Regions from separate parts of the Zea mays genome. Here region 1 is linked to region 2. A link is a contact called in public Hi-C data. All regions are on one chromosome and are shown on one strand. The core of a region is the stretch at or near the end of the contact, and the rest is flanking DNA. Distances in the headings are between cores, read along the strand shown.

Evidence for each region. A called contact is a pair of places that touch in the nucleus more often than the background predicts.
Region 1: a contact with region 2 is called in a Hi-C map of tassel, with 4 times the contacts expected there. The contact joins the promoter of LOC103639942 here to the promoter of LOC100277533 in region 2. A contact is called at or near these places in 2 of 25 Hi-C or Micro-C datasets (leaf and tassel).

What each region holds. Positions count from the first base shown.
Region 1 is chr9:50,845,024-50,849,901 of Zm-B73-REFERENCE-NAM-5.0, forward strand. It overlaps LOC103639942, which reads left to right and starts at 2,441. Exons shown (of 1, transcript XM_023301085.1): 1 at 2,441-3,878. The coding sequence starts at 2,441. The coding sequence ends at 3,559. LOC100382400 reads left to right here. Exons shown (of 7, transcript NM_001175145.1): 2 at 1-434; 3 at 535-678; 4 at 799-1,037; 5 at 1,158-1,276; 6 at 1,363-1,449; 7 at 1,542-1,897. The coding sequence ends at 1,598. It overlaps LOC118473314 (a long non-coding RNA gene), which reads left to right and starts at 4,722. Exons shown (of 2, transcript XR_004852642.1): 1 at 4,722-4,878.
Region 2 is chr9:50,236,924-50,242,465 of Zm-B73-REFERENCE-NAM-5.0, forward strand. It overlaps LOC100277533, which reads right to left and starts at 4,191. Exons shown (of 6, transcript NM_001349005.1): 1 at 4,022-4,191; 2 at 3,399-3,909; 3 at 1,769-1,955; 4 at 646-1,361. The coding sequence starts at 1,829.

The sequences.
Region 1 (4,878 bases), core at 1,191-3,690, 610 kb after region 2:
AGCGTCCCTCTGTCAGTGGTGTGGTTCTACACCGGCGAGATCCTCCTCCTGTTCGGCCAGGACCCGGACATCGCCGCAGAGGCCGGCACCTACGCCCGGTGGATGATCCCGCTGCTGTTCGCGTACGGCCTGCTGCAGTGCCACGTCCGGTTCCTCCAGACGCAGAACATCGTGGTGCCCGTGATGGCGAGCGCCGGCGCCGCCGCGGCCTGCCACGTCGTCGTCTGCTGGGCGCTGGTGTACGCGCTCGGGATGGGCAGCAAGGGCGCGGCGCTCAGCAACTCCATCTCCTACTGGGTCAACGTGGCCGTGCTGGCCGTGTACGTGAGGGTGTCCAGCGCCTGCAAGGAGACGTGGACGGGCTTCTCCACGGAGGCCTTCCGCGACGCGCTCGGCTTCTTCAGGCTTGCGGTCCCGTCCGCTCTCATGGTCTGGTACGCGTCGTGTCTATTAATGCAGTTTCTGTAGATCGATCGAGCAGCAAGTAATATTATTGTTGTTAAGCAATACATAATAATGGCCGGTTGCGCGCAGCTTGGAGATGTGGTCGTTTGAACTCATTGTGCTCCTCTCGGGCCTTCTTCCCAACCCAAAACTGGAGACCTCCGTGCTGTCGATCAGCCTTAACACTGCTGCGTTCGTGTGGATGATCCCCTTTGGGCTTAGCTCAGCTATCAGGTAATGGACGACGACTTGAGAACCCGGAACCAAGCTCTGACATGAACATCACCTGATAGAAGGTCTGCTTGCTTTGGTGGTGCTGGCTTGCTCTGATCATGGTGGCCTGGCATGGTGCAGCACTCGCGTGTCGAATGAGCTGGGTGCCGGGCGTCCTCGAGCCGCCCGCCTTGCGGTGCGTGTCGTTGTGTTGCTGTCTGTCGCCGAAGGGCTAGGCGTGGGCCTCATCCTGGTGTGCGTGCGCTACGTCTGGGGCCATGCCTACAGCAACGTCGAGGAGGTGGTGACGTACGTGGCCAACATGATGCTGGTCATTGCAGTGTCCAACTTCTTCGATGGTATCCAGTGCGTGCTTTCAGGTACGTGCAGTACAGAGGAGCTATGCTGTGCTTCCTACTACACAACAGCTAGCGGACACCGGAGTTGACGACTCCTCTTCCTTCCTTCCTTGTGATGTCCATGGGATGGATTGTACGTAGGTGTGGCTAGAGGCTGTGGATGGCAGAAGATCGGTGCCTGCATCAACCTTGGCGCCTACTACATCGTCGGCATCCCCTCTGCTTACCTCATAGCGTTCGTCCTGCGTGTCGGTGGGACGGTGCGGCTTCTCCCTGAAACTATTTACCATCCCCCAGTTCTTTGGCATGGCCATTGTTTCTCAGTACTTCGCTGACAAATGAACAGGGACTCTGGTTGGGCATCATATGTGGGCTCATCGTACAGCTCCTTCTGCTCGCGATCATCACTCTCTGCACCAACTGGGATAGCGAGGTAGTACGCCCATTATATTAGTTGGTTTTTGATTGTGGTTGACAACTTCGTACACAAAATCTCTCACTCTGAATCTTTGAATCCATATATAGGCAACGAAGGCAAAGAACAGAGTGTTCAATTCTTCCTCTCCAGCATCCGGAACGTGAACGGATTGGCGGTGAAGTAAACGGCGAGCAAACACGGAAACTATAGGAGTTATGCCTGTAGTTTTGGAAACTTCAGCACCTCTGATCCTCTCCGATTTTCTGGCTCCCACATTAACTCTAATGGTTAGCATTGACACTTGCAGTCTGGATTTTGAAACATAAATGCGTTCCTTGAACAGAGTAGGAAGGGACCAATGGAAAACTTATACAATAGTGTTAGATCGCATGCAACATTGTCCTCCAAAGTGACCTCATCACACAACAAAACGTGGGTAATTCCAAGACCACTTTTTCGGTACAATAAAACTGTGGTCCGAATCCTCACATCGGGCCAAATGGGCCAGCCGCCAGCACAAGCTGTGGTCTAGTTGCTGGCTGGCCTCAAGGCCACCCGGTGCGTGGCAAAGGAGGCGTGCGGTTAGGGGTCTGGGCCAATGCTGTCAACCAATCTCGATACGTTTACAAAATCAACAGTGTGTTATCGTAGACACGTAGACGAAGCAATACGTGTGGATATATATATATATATATATATATATATATATATATATATATATATATATATATATATATATATATCTCTACTAACTATTAAGTTAGCAGTGTAGACCGCCCCCGCCTCCACCCGCACGCCCTTCCGCAAACCCCGCCGTTCGCCCGCTCTTCCTACCACCTCCGCAACCGACAGGACGCCGCTGCGGCGGCACTCGGTCCGGCTGCTGGCGCTCGTCGCCGGGGAGCACCCGCGGGACGCCGTCGCGCCGCTCGTGCCCAGGCTCCTGGCCGCCTCCAGACTTCAAATCCCCACCACCATCGAACCTCCCCAACCCGGCAAATCCTAAATCCAATATAGGCTAACCCTAGCCGCCCATCCGCCCGCCGTGAAGGCGTCGATCAAGTTCCGGGACGACGACCGACCGCTGCTGCGCGCCAAGGTGCCGATTGGCGTGCTAGGGCTGCCCTTCCTCTCGGGCCTCGCGGCGGGGGGAGACGCCAAGGACCTCCGTTTTGACCTCTCCACCGCCTTCCCCTCTGTCCCGGCGCTCCGCCTCTCATACCGCCCCAACGAACCCCTCCAGCCTTTTGCCCTCTCCGTCCGCACGGGGTCCCCTATCCGCGCCCCATTCGCCCTCGCCGCCGAATTCAACCTCACCTCCTCCAACCCGCCCGCCTTCTCGCTCCTCTTCAAGCCCCGGATCGGGGACTTCGCCGTCGCAAGCTCCGTCCACTCCCCGCCGACACCGCCGCCCACATCCACTCCGCCCCCGCTAGCGATCAAGATGGTCGACCTCACCACCAACAGCGACGACCACGACTGCGAAGCACACGGTAACGACCTCTCCTTCGCCGAGAATGTATTCGGGGCGAACGTGGCGGCCGCCACCGGGACGAACGGCGGCGGCGTAGGCGCGCTGCTGTCCGGGATGCGGCTCACGACCAGGAGCGTGCTGCCACTGTGGAGTAAAGCGAGCATGTGGTTCCAGTGGGGGCTGCGCGTGCCGCCGGAGATCAAGGCCACGCTTGCAGACAACGGGTACGGGCGCAAGGCTGGGAGCCTCGCCATCAGCAAGCTGCCGCTGCTGGTGATGAACAAGATCATTATCGAGCACACGCCCAAGGTGCCTTCACAGTCTGAAGCGGACAAGAAGAGGAAGAAAGACACACCACCGGCAGCTGAGGATGAAGAGTTCTCACTCATGAAGAGGCAACTGGATAAGCTGAATGCGGAGAGCACAATGCTGCGTCGTGCAGTCGAGGACTTGAGTGCAGAGATTGGAGCCGGCAAAGGCAATGATCGTAAGCTGCCAACAGCAGTGCCACCTCAACAACATACTTTAGTGTCGAAACCAGATCGTCATTTCCACATAAATGCGAAGGAATTGGTAGACAGTGGGACGAAACCGGCCTCAAATGAAGCAAGTGAGGAGTTGAAGAAGGTGCTTGAGGGCCGACGGAAGTAAGAAGCACCTAGCTAGGGCTTGCTGTTATTGCAAGCCCTACAATATGACATAGCTGCTGACTATTGTGTCAGGTTTTGTGGTTAATAATAATACTTCCTCGCTGGAGAAGATTGCTAAGGGCAGTTTAGCCCCTCGCTGGAGCCTGGAGGCAAGTGAGGTTGCCATTCGCCATAGGTGTGGTAGTAATTTTGCCTCAATTCTATTTTCATTGCTTGTCTTAGGATATCCTGTTCTGTATAAATTTTCATATTTTGATCTAAAATGAATGATGGATTAGCTTTTTCAACAGCCCCCTTCGAAGGATGTGGTATTAATCTCAGTGCAATTTAGGTATGTGCAATTATTTCTTTGAATCAAGTGTTGAGCATTGGTGACGCTCCCAAGTTGCCTATATCTTAAGAAGCGGCTTGGCTGATTATTAAGATATAGACAACTGAAGTGTGAACTCGGAAAATAGGTCTGGAATAACCCCAATAACTCTGAATTGTTTTGAGTATCCTTTCGTAATTCCTATGTTAATTTAGGGCTCAGAGCGACGATCGATGTTGGATTCGGCACAAACATGTACAAGTTGAAACGGTTTCTCCCTTGTCGCTGGCTGCTTCTCTCTTCCACGGCAGGGCAAAACCTTCCCTCTCGTTCTCCCTTGTTGCAACTGTCTCCCTGCGCCGCCTGTTTGTTCCCAGTGTGCTTTGTCGGACTTGGACGCGAATAGGGGTGGATATCGAGCCAGCTCGGCTCGGCTCGACCGAGCTCGAGCTGGCTCGTTAAGGGGACGAGCTGGCTCGGCTCGACTCGTTAAGCAACCGAGCCAGAGAACCAGCTCGGCTCGACTCGTTTGCGAGCTCGAGCTGGCTCGTTTAGCTCGCGAGCCAGAATAAAAAATAGTATACATATATATATACAACAATATAATCAATTGCTAATTAATTTCATACTAATTTAACACTAGAAAAGACTAACAATACTCATAATTTTATATATCACATCATTTAAACCCTAAACTAACATAGTTCATCACTTATTAATTCATCCAATACAAGTATAGGATTTGTTGTACAGATAAATGCTAGCTCATTCGAGCTAACGAGCTGGCTCGAGCTCGTGTCGAGCTGGCTCGTTAACGAACCGAGCTGATATGTTAGCTCAGCTCGTGATAAAATTGAAACGAGCCGAGTCGAGCCGAGCCGAGCTGGCCACGAGTCGAGCGAGCTCACGAGCCACGAGTATTTTGTCCAGCCCTAGACGCGAAGCTGGGCTCTATATGGCCGGAGTCGGGCGGTTCCGACGGCGGACCGCTCATCTCGGGTGGAATCCCT
Region 2 (5,542 bases), core at 2,941-5,440:
TTCGGAATAATAAGATAAGCCGAGATGTAAAAGGTTTGTCTTCTAGGTGTCTGGTTTTGGGTCAAGTAGACTCGGTCTTTGAGCACCCGTCATGCTGCAGCTCGAGGACGAGCTGCTTGTCCAGGAGGGGTGTAGTGTCAGGGCCTAAGGAGGCCCATGGAGGGGCTGCGGTAGCAACAACCATGGGCCCTCCAAGGGAGATTAGATAAGGATAGTTAGAGATAAGATTAGAAAATTAGTTGAGATTATTTAGGAGATTAGTTGAGATTATCTAGGAAGGTTATCAGTTAGTTTGTTGAGAGTTTTTAGGAGAGTTTTAAGGAGATAAGGATCCCTAGCTAGATAGGGGCGGCCAGCTGGCCTATTTATGTAATCAATGGATGAGAAATAAAGTAGGCAAGAATTAGAAGGGAGAAACCCTCATCTTGCTCGGCCGTGGGCAGAGGCCCCCGGCCGACGTTCCTGCCCATCGATACCCTTCTCCAGTCCCTCATCGATCTAGCGACCATAACATAAACACTCGAGTCCTTATGTGTGCTTGTGTAATCAAATAACAGCAGTGAATCTGAGTTCACAGAGGTTTACATCAACTAATAGTTCAAGGGAGATTTTGAGCTAAAATGCATTGTTCTTACAATTCCATACCTCTGGATTATCAAGACGACTGAGCTCATGTCCATCAGGCAAACTCCCAGATATGTACTGCCAACCAAGAATATCACTTTCTAGGTCTGCATCCAGAAGCACATCCCAAAAGTACTTCATTCCCCAAATCCAGGGTATCTGTAGAAATTTTACAGCGAAACTTGAGACAATCACTCTTATCCGATTATGTGTCCAACCAGTAGCCCAGAGTTCCCTCATGCCAGCATCTACTAATGGGTATCCAGTCATTCCCTGTCTCCAAGATTTGAAACGGCCCTCATCCAATAGCCAAGGATAATGCTTCAAGTTACCTAAAAATGATCTCTCATGTGTGAATGGGTAGTTAAAGCATAAGTACCGTGAATATTCTCGAAAACCAATTGATCGTAGGAACAATCGAACACTCTCCTCAGCTTCAGATTTTCCTTCATTTTGCCACTTGACTTGACGCATTTTAACAAGTTGATAAATCATCCTTACACTCAACTCCCCGAAATGGAGATACGGTGACAATAATGACGTAGTACTTCCCCCAACCTTCATACCATGTTCTGAATATTCTAGAAGACCATAAGACACAAATTCCTCAAGCATGTTCTCTGCATTGCGCCAGCCAGGAGACCAGGCCCTGCTTAGCAAAGCATTGCTTGATTCCACATCCTTACTAGATTCAAGACCTAGATCATCAATCGAACAACAGCGAACATTTGCTAGACCTGAATTTTATACCAAAATATTAAAGTTAAAGCAGAAATATGATGATTTATTGATTGGAGAAGCATTAAATCCAAATAGTAGAGAAGCAATCACTAAGACCGTGTCCAGCAATTCACCCATATGGTCACACAAAACACTGGTTTGCACTATTTTGTACTGTAGACTGCACTGTTCGCAGAGTAGAGTTTGAATATGGGTATGAGTATGGATAAACTGCTGAAAATAGCCTAAAACTGCATATGTGGAATACCGGAATGAGTAGTACTTCGGAGCAAACAAGTAACTCAAGCCATTCTAGACATTATATGAGGAACCAAAACTAAAAACAAATCTATGTAATGCAGATAAATAAAAAACTGTACAGATGCTCATGAAAACAGAAAATGATGCTATGGCAAAAAGTTACCTGGCGCTGCCACCAGCCTTGTAGGTGCAAGATATTGTGATATCTCAATAGGTAGGCTCATACATTTCTCCCAGTACTTGTTAAAGGTTGTAAATGCCTGCCCATTCTCATCATAAACATCCCACGGCTCGTAAAGTAAATCACCATTGAAACTTTGGATAGAAATTCCATGGGCTGGAAGCTCATTCTTGATTTTGTTGTCAAGCACAAGTGAAATAGGGTCTACAGTGTAAGAAAGAATAAAAAGACATCGCAAGAGAACACAAGCAGAATAAATTGTAAGTGGTGAATGTGTAGAGCAATGGATAATGCAGCACAGAGACTCTGGGTTGACTTTGCAGACCAATGGTTAGAAGATAAGAAACTTGTTTATTAATAGCAATCATATATTGGTTCGAGTCCATTGGGGAAGACATGCTATCATGCAAGGGATGAAATTGAATTTATGAATAACAAAGTTCAACAGCTCTAGGAAATGTCAGAGTTCCAATATAGAACTGGGGACCATAACTACTTGATAGTGTACTTATTTGTTTCAATAAGACATTCATCATGTGACCTCCTGAACTTGATCACATGGAGTTTACTCATTGCTATTGGCCTAAGTGCTGAGTCCAATGCGGTATATTTAGATTTTAAAAAAAAATACTTACTGACTTCTAATAAGTTAAAATTAGGAAACACTTATGGCAGCTTACTGTTTGCATTTTTTTCTATATCACATGCTTTGCTTATGAATTTTGACCTTCTACAAACTATGCAATATAAGTGATATATAGCACTGACTAATGTATTTCAACAATGTATTTCAACTAAAGTCTATGATAAGAAAGTGGTTAAACAAGGAAAAGTTTGTACCGAGGAATTTCATGGTTAGTAGAAGATGGTAAACCACAACTAATGTGAGTTGCAGAGTTAATACCAAAGCTTTGGAGCGAGAACTCTGCTAAGTTTTTTACTTGTATCACCTCGAGATTGTCACATTTCCTGACCCCTTTTGATCTGGAGTTAATGGTGCCTAGGCGTAAATGAAAAAAAGATTTTGCCTAGTGGTGAAGAAAAGCAAGAAAACATTGGCAAGGCCCAAAGAAGAGGGTTTCAAAGTGATGTGATCTACCAGACTTGGACCAAGTAGAATCACAGGAATAGATGTGTCTCTCCCAGCACTTCTTCAAAGGAGATGAGGCAGTGGTGTAATGCTGGATCTCGAAAGCTGCAGCAGTTTTTTTTTTCTTTTTGTTTCCTTTTCTTGTCATGTAGAGACCTTAGTGTGGGTTTTGTTACGTTGGGTTGATATATACTTTTGCATAACAGGTGATCATTTGGGGTGTTATCTTGTAACCCCATACTCCAAACTGGGATAAGAAGGTTTATGAACTGTTCCCCTTTCCCCCTCTCTTTTATACACAGATACACAGCTCTCCGGTGTATCTCTAAGAAAAAAAAAACAGTACAATGTACTCAATTAGCTCGAAACATATTATGATTAACAATGTTACACTGTGTAACTGGATGAAAGCTTCGAATACGTAATCAAAGGACCAAGTGAATCAAGCGCTTTCGAAAACAAAATATTTCAAAAAGAAACAGTTGTCCTGAAAAATTGTATCAGACAGGCTAGTACAGTTACCGTAGAGACGATTGTAAACCACTCTAGTGGCACTGATGGAACGAACGCACTCCAAAAGAGCTGCAAGAGTGCTGTCCTCCGCACGGATCAGCACGAGTGGGCACCCGAGCAGCTCTAATGACTTCCCAAGGTGGACAAGAGACTGCTTGAGCCACCACCGGGAGCACCTTCCAGGGTAGTACTGCCCGTAGTCTGAGGGGCACCATATGAAGATAGGGAGGACAGAGCCCCCTTTCGCCGCCGCTGCCAAGGCCGGGTTGTCCTGGATCCTGAGGTCTCTCCTGAACCAAACAACAGTCTTCTCCGGTCCAGCCATGCTCAGCAACCAATCCTACTGTTCCCAATCGACCATGACAAGCCCAAGGACGGGGATTACCATGTAACAGAACTTCTCAAACCCACCTCGTCGAACATGGCCCGTGCACATGCACCACCGGAGGAACCAGCACGCAAATTGCAACAGAAGTATGAGTCAAGGACAAAGGATGGATTCGATGGCTGCGCCAGAGATCTGCTGCAAGAAGATAGGAAGGAAAGCCGTCACGACGCTCGGTCCATAAGCGACAATATTCGAGGATCAGGGAGGAGGCGAAGCGGAAGATCCAAGATTGAGGGGCACCAACCGAATCGCAACTTGTGGGTAGGAGAACAGGATCACGAGCTAGGCGGCCACAGCAGCATGGGCGCGGGGCAATCTGGTGAGTAGCGACAAGTGATGGAGTGTGGCGGGTGAGAAAGGGGCTTGAACCAGCGTCCCATAGCGGACAAGCAAATCCGACGCGCATCAACTGGGAAAGAGAGCCTGGTTGCCCATCCCTAGTTGTCAGTTGATCAGTTTGATTGTGGTAAGTTTGGGGATGGAAAGACGATTGCCCGTCCCAAGTTTATGGACAATCTTTTTTTTTTGTCATTTTTATAAGGCGAGTGACACACAACGTACTACGTTGGCGGCTCACGCTCAGCTGTCAATAATGAGTGATTTATGGTGTGTTTGGTTGCGGGACAAATAGGATAGTGATATGGTGTGTTTGGTTGCGGGACAAACAGGACATTGACGTTATTTGGTGTCCTTTTTTGTTTTCTAATTTTATGACATAACTGAAACAATACTGAGATAGTCATGTTACTCTGAACTAAATAATCTTATTAGTGTCTTCTGTGAAAATGATAAATAGTTATTGTCTCCGAGTTCATCCGCTTGATTGTGGCAATGGACATCGGTGGCTCAAGCCGGTGCTATGCGCTGAACTCGGCGTTAGCAAGTTGACCGGTTGCAATTTTCTCTAGTTTTTTGCTTTTGGTAATGGTATATTTGATTAGGTAACCAACTACGGACAAATATTATTTTAATTTATTTCTTCTTTTATTTGAATTACTAGATTGTGATTGGTGACATCTTATATTGTTAATATGACGTCATGTTTTTTTCTTCAAATGTTACTCTCCGTATTTTAGTTTTTTTACTTTTGGTTGGCGGTTTTTTTAGACCAAACATCAATGATTACTAGATCCAGCTTATGGGGAGTTGAGACCTTGGAGATCTCTCTGCGAGGTGCCGCAAAGTTCGTAATATGTCGCCCGACCATTCGCAATAGGGCACTGTGGCACAGATAATTATGATCTTCTCTGCAAGTGAAGGATCGGTGAAACGTTTAGAGACGATGAATGAGAGCCACAAAATTTATTTACTCGAGAGCATCGTGACTTGATCCCAACTTCAACAAAAACACCACGGAAATCACAAAATTGCGTAGTACAGTAATAAACCGGAAAAATCGGAACCAAAACTGAACTAACCGAAATTAACCAAACCGAAGTATTCTTCGGTTACTATTCTTCAAGAACCAAACTATATTTTAGTTTTCGGTTTTTAGTTTGGTTTAAACTGGATTAACCGAAATATTGGTCCATTGGGCTGTCATCCGTGGTTGTGGCCCGTTACAGCATGCTCCCATTGAGTGTTGGCCCATTTCTTTTCTAGCAAAGAGCAATCAACAAACAACTGTTGGTGCCGATCTAGTGAAAGGTAAATGTGCCCTTGGTCATTTCTATAATGTTTTGGTGATTAAATGCCAACACATTACATTAAGACTAACATCATCTTAAATGAGCACAAACACGTAAAGCAAATTGAGCTTGGAAGA